Regions from separate parts of the Gossypium hirsutum genome. Here region 2 is linked to region 1. Evidence: chromatin contacts called from public Hi-C data. All regions are on one chromosome and are shown on one strand. Each heading gives the region's core, a stretch centred on a gene start, on an enhancer-like site or on the middle of the called end of the contact. The rest is flanking DNA. Distances are from core to core; before and after follow the strand shown. Region 1 holds the start of LOC107950522 (protein CROWDED NUCLEI 4). Region 2 holds the start of LOC107950511 (malate dehydrogenase, glyoxysomal).

Evidence for each region. A called contact is a pair of places that touch in the nucleus more often than the background predicts.
Region 2: a Hi-C map of leaf shows a contact between it and region 1, with 4 times the contacts expected there. The contact joins the promoter of LOC107950511 here to the promoter of LOC107950522 in region 1. A contact is called at or near these places in 4 of 34 Hi-C or Micro-C datasets (hypocotyl and leaf).

The regions. Positions count from the first base shown.
Region 1 is chrD03:3,396,054-3,399,883 of Gossypium_hirsutum_v2.1, forward strand. It overlaps LOC107950522 (protein CROWDED NUCLEI 4), which reads right to left and starts at 2,175. Exons shown (of 10, transcript XM_016885386.2): 1 at 1,774-2,175; 2 at 712-921; 3 at 353-606. The coding sequence starts at 1,962. It overlaps LOC121215300 (a long non-coding RNA gene), which reads left to right and starts at 2,981. Exons shown (of 3, transcript XR_005911031.1): 1 at 2,981-3,125.
Region 2 is chrD03:3,584,155-3,587,984 of Gossypium_hirsutum_v2.1, forward strand. It overlaps LOC107950511 (malate dehydrogenase, glyoxysomal), which reads left to right and starts at 1,634. Exons shown (of 8, transcript XM_016885366.2): 1 at 1,634-2,183; 2 at 2,525-2,839; 3 at 3,159-3,248; 4 at 3,333-3,416; 5 at 3,815-3,830. The coding sequence starts at 1,887.

The DNA of each region.
Region 1 (3,830 bases), core at 925-3,424:
ATCAGCAGAAAACCACCCTGCCACAGCCAATTAGTTTTCACCTGTTCACTTTCACAACATGCAATCAATCATGTCTGTCTCATAAAAACAGCTTAAATAGATTACCATGCAATCATGTCGCAGATTCTTATTCATAGGAACTTTTCAATACAAGGCATAATCCATATTGAAATTCAGCAAAGAAAAGACAACATTATACTAATTAAGAAACATATACAAAGCACAATTACGTCCTCCTGGGAAATAAGAGAATCTCAGCTGCAAACTGATGGGGAAATAAAACAGAGAAACAATCAAAAAAGTAAATGATGGAATAAACAACATAAAGGAAAACACAATGCATATGACATACTCTTTTTTGAACAATACAATTTGTCTACTAAGGTCATCTTCACGTGCTTCAACTTCTTGGAGTTTTCTCTTAGCATCACGTTGGATGAAGGTAGCTTCTGTCTGTAAAGACTTTGCTGCACGAAACTTTGTCTCAGCCTCTGAAAACTTTTTCTCAGCATCCTCTATCATAATACGTGCTTCAGCTAATCTACTTTCAGCTGCAACCTTAGTTTCAGCAGATTCTGTACGCATCTCATGCAAAGCCTTCTCGATCTATAAAATCCAACAACAAAGCCCAAAGAAATGTATGGTCCTCAAAGAGATGTAAAAAAAAAAAAAGTAACTACAAGAAAGAGAGACTTCAAATAATAACCATACACTTGCTAGGCATTCTTTCTCAACTCCTAAAGCTTTCTTCAAACCATCCTCACGCTTTTTTGCTTCTGCCAGAGCGGATATATGTGCAGCTTGATCCCGTTTATGCATTAGCTCAGTTGCTTCAGCAGAGGCTTTAATTTCTTCATACTTGGAAGCCAATTCCTCTCTTTCCAATGTAAGAAGGCCCATATGGTGTTGGTGATCAGAGAGCTACATACAAGAATAAATAAATATTAAAAATATGTTAGTAAGCTGTGCGACAAGAAGCAGAGTATGAATGAAGATTTACAACATGAACTTAAGAGCAACATGTGAATGATGCAAGGATCACTATATGCTAAACCAAGACTGCCTTCACTCCACACTCTTATCCTTTGTACAAAGCAGTCATTTTCAAATTAAGCTAGGTAGAGATCACAGCTTAATAATACACATCCATTGGAACTATCAAGAGCAAAAACTCATAAGGAAAAATGTCCACATAAAAAGCACTCAACCTCAAAATAATGACACATAGGTGAGAAAAACTGACCAAAAAGAGGATGAAACAAATAAAAGAAGCTAGAAACAAACAAACCATGAATGTTCCTAGAAGCTCTTATAAACCTACAAAATTAACAACTCAATTCCATGGTACCACAAGCAGAAACAACACCTCGACCAAAAAGTGCAAACAGATAGGTAAATGAAAATCAAGTTTGTTCAATCAAAGCTCATACAATGAAAACACATGTTATGCAACTAAATTGGCATTTAGCGTTCAAGTGAAATACAGAATTTCTAACCACGAGCAATGTTCAAGACTTAATTTGGTTGCTCAACATTGAAAATTGACCCCATAAATCCCAGTAAAAAAAATCTAAAACTGAAATGCCTTATATATATATCGTCTTTTGTATCCATATTCACAATACACAATTTAAATGTTCAAAATATACTAATACTCTTTTCTTTTACCTATTGCACCAAAAACAAAATAAAACCTTAAAAAAGGGAAATAAACAGCAAATCAAAAACCACGAAAATTAATTCAGATACGCAGTATAAAGATTTAAAGCAGACCTCTGCTTCAAGCTTTGCAATATAAGCAATAAGGGCAGCTTTATCTCTCTTCTTGATAGATTCCTCATCGAATCCAGCTTCCTTGAGCCGCTTCCAGATCGTCTCATCACCAAGAGAACTCTTTGAAACCCTAGACCCCGGAGTTATCGACAAAGCCCTACCAGTACCCGGCGTGAACGGGCTCGCCATCTTCCAAGCCCGATCAACTCACCCTAAAACCCTAATTTCCGTACGATTTAGCTGGATTTGGTCGGATTCTTCACCCTTTTTTTGTATTCTCCGCTGAAAAGAGATAAAAGAATCAAAAGTAGTGAGTCACCGGGTCACCACTGAGTCGGGTTTTTGTTCTTTAGAGAGGAAATCGCTAAGACAAAAAAGAAGTTTCTACTGTGGGTGAAATGAAAGACGGTGTCGTATTAGGAAATTGGGGCCGCCATGGAGGGAAAGGATGAGAGTAAAGATGCAAAGAGTGACAGTCAACGTTCCACGTCAGCAATATTTATTTTTTTTTTGCTTTGTTTTTTAAATATTAATCCACGGCTGGATTTTGTTGTAAAGATCCTCTTGTGGGGCAACTTGTAGGTTACAATCAAATCTTTAATCATGATTTGCCCAAAATTAAATTTTAATTTTAAATTAAAATGTCCTCTAAGTCCCTATATTTTTTGTAACTTTAGAATTTAGTTCCTCTATTTTTTATTTCAAAGAATTTAGTCCCTCCACTTTTTAAATTTAAAAATATAAGTCTAATTGTTAACCTTATTAAAAAATTTCTATTAAATTCAAGTCATTACAACATCATTTTTTTTATTATAGGATTACCAAGTAAGTATTTTATTAAACTGGGTCTTATTAGATAATATATTTTAATATAACAAATTAAAGTATTTTTGAATAAAAGTAAGGTTGAGCAATTTCATAAAATCAAGTTGAAATGGTTTCAATTGAGTCAAACGTTTTCAAATATGTTTTAATCATTTTCAAACAAGTTAGAATTGCTCTAGAACAAAAAGTATTGATACTTTTTGTCTAAGTGTCGATATTTTACAAGATATCGATACCCCTCTGATAATCGATACCAAATTAACATTCTGCCATTTTCAAACCTAGTAGGTATCGATCCAGTATCAATACTTTTCTTAAGGTATTAATATTCTTGCTCCAAAGGTCATTGAAATCAGCATTAATTACAAAAAAATATCGATACCCTTTTAATAGGTATCGAGACTCGTTTCCTTTTTCTACCCTCATAGATTTCTGCTTCTTCCTCCATCGATATTGCAGATATGTCCTCATTTATTTTGCTTTCATAACAAATCCTCAACATTGTCTTCATCGGAGGCCGATTTCATGTATGAATCTTTGCTTCAACATTGTCTTCGGCTTTCTTTGTTTTAATTTTTCTCTCCTTTAGATTTTTCAACATTGTCTTCAATATTGTCCCATTATTTGTCTCTCCTTTAGATTTTTCTCTCTTTTTTTACTTAATTCGGATATTTAATTTTCTTTCTCATGATACCATTGTTGACGTAGCTTTAATTTTAGTATTTCTTGTAGTTTTTCTCTCTTAGAAATTGAAACAGAGAGTTTAGGATTTTGAGAGGTTTGGATTCTGGTGGAAGAGTTGATGTTAGGTTGTTCTGCTGTTTGGTTCTGTGTTTTTGCTTGAATAAGGTAGAGAAGAAAATGGTGATAATTGCTGTTGAGTGTGAATATCAAATGAAATCTAGTACTTTGATGTTATGTTGAGTGAGAATACCACGAGACGATGTGGATGATGAAGAGTTCGAGTCAGATTTTGATAATTTGTACTCGACTGATGAAGAGATCGAAAACCTGTCAATACTTGCAATGTTTGTCCATAATGTTTGTAAATGAGAAATGAACCTAGTCTACTTCATTTCTCAAAGCCAGTTGCTTGCGATTGCATGTAAATGTCATTAGAAGGCTGTTGCTAAGGCTTAAGAATATGTTTTATGAGTCAGTGTTGGTTGTTTCAAGTTCACTTTAATGTCACTTTGTTTACTGCTTTCTAGTTTAACTTTTGTATGGTAAGT
Region 2 (3,830 bases), core at 384-2,883, 190 kb after region 1:
TAAGAAATGCTAAGAGGAAGAAGGTGGATTATTTATTAGAATTTGCTTTTGTTGATCCACTTTGAGATGATAAGATTGGGTTTGGTTGATTAGAATTTCAGTGAGGTAGATGTGTCGGAATTTGTGTTTTAAGAGGACGAAATTTTGAAAATAAGCGAGAGTTGTAGGTGTAAAAACTCGGAGGTTTATGGAGATGTTGTTTAAGTGTATGACTGGGTTGATATTATAAATTAATTCAACACCAATTCAATTAATAAAATTATTAAAATATCATTTCATATTTTAAATAAAGCATATTATTATTAAGGAAAAAACCTAATAAAAAAGTTGCAAATATTAATATTTGTAACATCTATAAAATCTTGTCTTTATCGTTTTAACTAAAGCTTTATTTTAATATTTTTATACATTTCAATGTCATTACACATTGTTTCACCCACATTATTTGCATGTTACACATGTTTTAAATATGTTATTTCTATATGTATACTCGTGTGATATAATTTCTAATATATTTGGGTCTTTAATGTTTGATTCTCTTTAGCTAGTAATACTTGGTCATCGGATATCTTGAATTTCATCGCTCTTTAAGATGCAAGTTGCTTATATATATAATGATATAACAATTTTATTTATTTATTTTTGTATAATTACATGTATTTTTACCAGTTTTACGGTCTAAGTTTAATTTTGTTCAAACTAGTGATGATTCTAAGATTTGAACTCAGTCCGAATAATTGGGAAAGAAGTCTACTACTACTTTTTCCTGACCACTTGTTTTTAAAAACATATATTTAAAATTAATATGAGAAATCAATACATAAAAAAATAGAATTATTTTTAAATTAGTCTTAAACTTCAAAATATTCTAACTACATCTCTAAACTATTGATGTTATATCAATTAGGTCCCTTCATTATTAAATTTGTTAATTTAACTGTTAAATGACACGTCAGAATTTATCTAACATAATTTAAAATGAAAATTTTAAGAAAAATGAATATTGCAAAAATAGATGTTTGAAAATCTTAATTTTATGGTATTCAAAACTTTTACAAAAATTTTACCATGTACTATTTTTTCAGTTTACTTTATTTTTAATTTTTACTTTTAAAAGTTATTCAACAACGTTCTATTTATTCATTTTAAATTTAGCTATATAAGATTTGATGTATCATTTATCGGTTAATTTAATAATTTTAATAGCGAAAGGACCTAGTTGATATAATATCAATAGTTTAGGAATGTAATGAGAACATATTAAAGTTTAGGGACTAATTTAAAACAAGAGTCATAGTCTAGGGATATCTGGTGTAATTAACTTCAAATAACATTTTAGAAAAAATTGAACTATCTTAACTCATATGAAGCATTAACTAAAACTCTCATCAAACTCTTAAGTGGTGCAAGTTTAAATTATATCACAAAAGTTCTTAAAAATTAATTTTTTAATTATTGATCCGATGGATTGATTGGATTTAGATAACCATGACCCCTTCCACCGCTATCAAAAAGAAGAAATTTGAGCCTGAAGCCCTAAAGGGTTTTCTTGGGCTTCGAGAAGTACATGCATTCCTTGTCTAAATCGGGCCTAACGAGTTCATAAGAAATAAATCGGTGGATGATTTGAGATTTGACATAAGAAGAGATTCGTAGAAGTGGGGAAAGTTCTAACAGAATTCCCACTGCTTCCAAAACCAAAATTTTTAATTTTTTTCTGGGAATGTGCAGTTCAAGATAAGATAGCTTTACACGTTTCCCAATTCAGCAATCCATTTCTGCAACCAAAAACACAAAACACTCCATCAATTTATAAACTCGAAGCAATTTGAAGAAATCCCATCACTCATTTCACCTCCAATCCTTTTAAAAACAGGGCATTCAATATGCAGGAGACCAATAATTCTCGAGTCAACCAACGAATTGCAACAATCTCGGCTCATCTCAACCCACCCAGTTTTTCCCACATGGAGGGTAGTTCGGGTTTGGGTCGAGCTGACTGCCGAGCCGAAGGTGGGTCAACTGGTTTCAAGGTGGCGATTTTGGGAGCGGCAGGTGGGATAGGGCAACCGTTATCATTGTTGATGAAGATGAACCCTTTGGTTTCTGTTCTTCATCTTTATGATGTGGTTAACACTCCTGGTGTTACTGCTGATATTAGCCACATGGATACTGGAGCTGTGGTATGCTAGTGTTTTTCAAGTTCCCTTTTACGTAAGAATTTCTTTATTGATTGAAAATTGAAATCCATATATAAGTTCTAATTAGTGGTGGAAATGGAATTGGTAGACTTAAGAGTATTTCTGGGTTGTTCTTGCTTGTTGAGTTGAATTTCATGTTGTTGAATGGGAATCAAGATAGAATTATGATCAAGCTGTAGTTAAGATAACAAAGCATCAAAATTCAACCTTGAAACCAATAGGCAATGAAGCTGACAACTTTACCCCACAAGTTTTATGCTTGATTAATATAATCCATATATAAGAATTATGGTTTTTCTTAGTAATGTTGTTGAATTTTTTAGGTTCGTGGATTTCTGGGGCAACAGCAATTGGAGGAGGCTCTAACAGGAATGGACCTTGTAATTATTCCAGCTGGAGTTCCTAGGAAACCTGGAATGACAAGGGATGATCTTTTCAACATCAATGCTGGAATTGTTAAGACACTGTGTGAGGGAATAGCTAAGTGCTGTCCCAATGCTATTATCAATTTGATTAGTAATCCTGTTAATTCCACCGTTCCGATCGCCGCAGAAGTTTTCAAGAAAGCTGGCACCTTTGATCCAAACCGACTTCTGGGAGTCACAATGCTTGATGTTGTGAGAGCCAATACGTTTGTGGTAACTACAAAACTTGCCATTGGTTTATCATTCTTTGTTGTTAATTAGCCAACTCTGGATTTTCCCACACAACGTTGAATAGGTTTCCTTTGTATGGTAATCATAATGCTTGCCTTTAATGTATTTTCTTCTTCACTGGTAATGAACCAAATCTGGATTCTGATAGACATTGATGGATCTGTTTTTTTCCAAAATAGTATATGTATCGTATATGCCTATAATGGAAACTGTATAATCTATGGTGGGATAAACTGTTACTAATGTTCATTTCTGATGTTCTCTTGTAATTTTTGCCCTCATTAGTTTGGTTTCTTTATAGGCGGAAGTCATGGGTCTTGATCCGCGGGAGGTTGATGTTCCAGTTATTGGGGGACATGCAGGGATTACTATTTTACCTCTTCTATCTCAGGTTGAAAAGTACTTGTTTTCAATTCAAACAATTTTGTATTAAAAAGAACATTCTATGTAAGAGCTCACCGTTCCCTTTATACAGGTTAAGCCTCCATGCTCTTTCACCCAAAAAGAAATCGATTATCTGACAAACCGCATTCAGAATGGTGGTACAGAAGTCGTTGAGGTAAAGCATTTATGTTTTGATTTCTAGACTGAAAACTCCGATAGCTGGAAACCTTATGGTGAACTAAAAGTAATCAAATCTATGGGACTTATGTTAGTTCAGACAAAATGTTGAGCAAATCACAATTTTGCACCTGTAGAGCACATCTGGCTAATATACCTCAAAAGTACACTATGATCCATGGGACTCATGTTAGTTAAGTTTAATAAATAATCAAGCTGACTATGCTGCACGGTTCCCTTAGTTTTACCAACATATTCACTTGTTGTTCATGTTAGAATGCACCATCATTCCTTGGTTCTTGAAAACTTATTTGATATGTTCTTGCATATTGTTACCGTCATGGTGTTTACATGCTGGACGGCTGGTGAGTAATCATAATTTGTAACTTCTTGCAGGCAAAGGCTGGTGCTG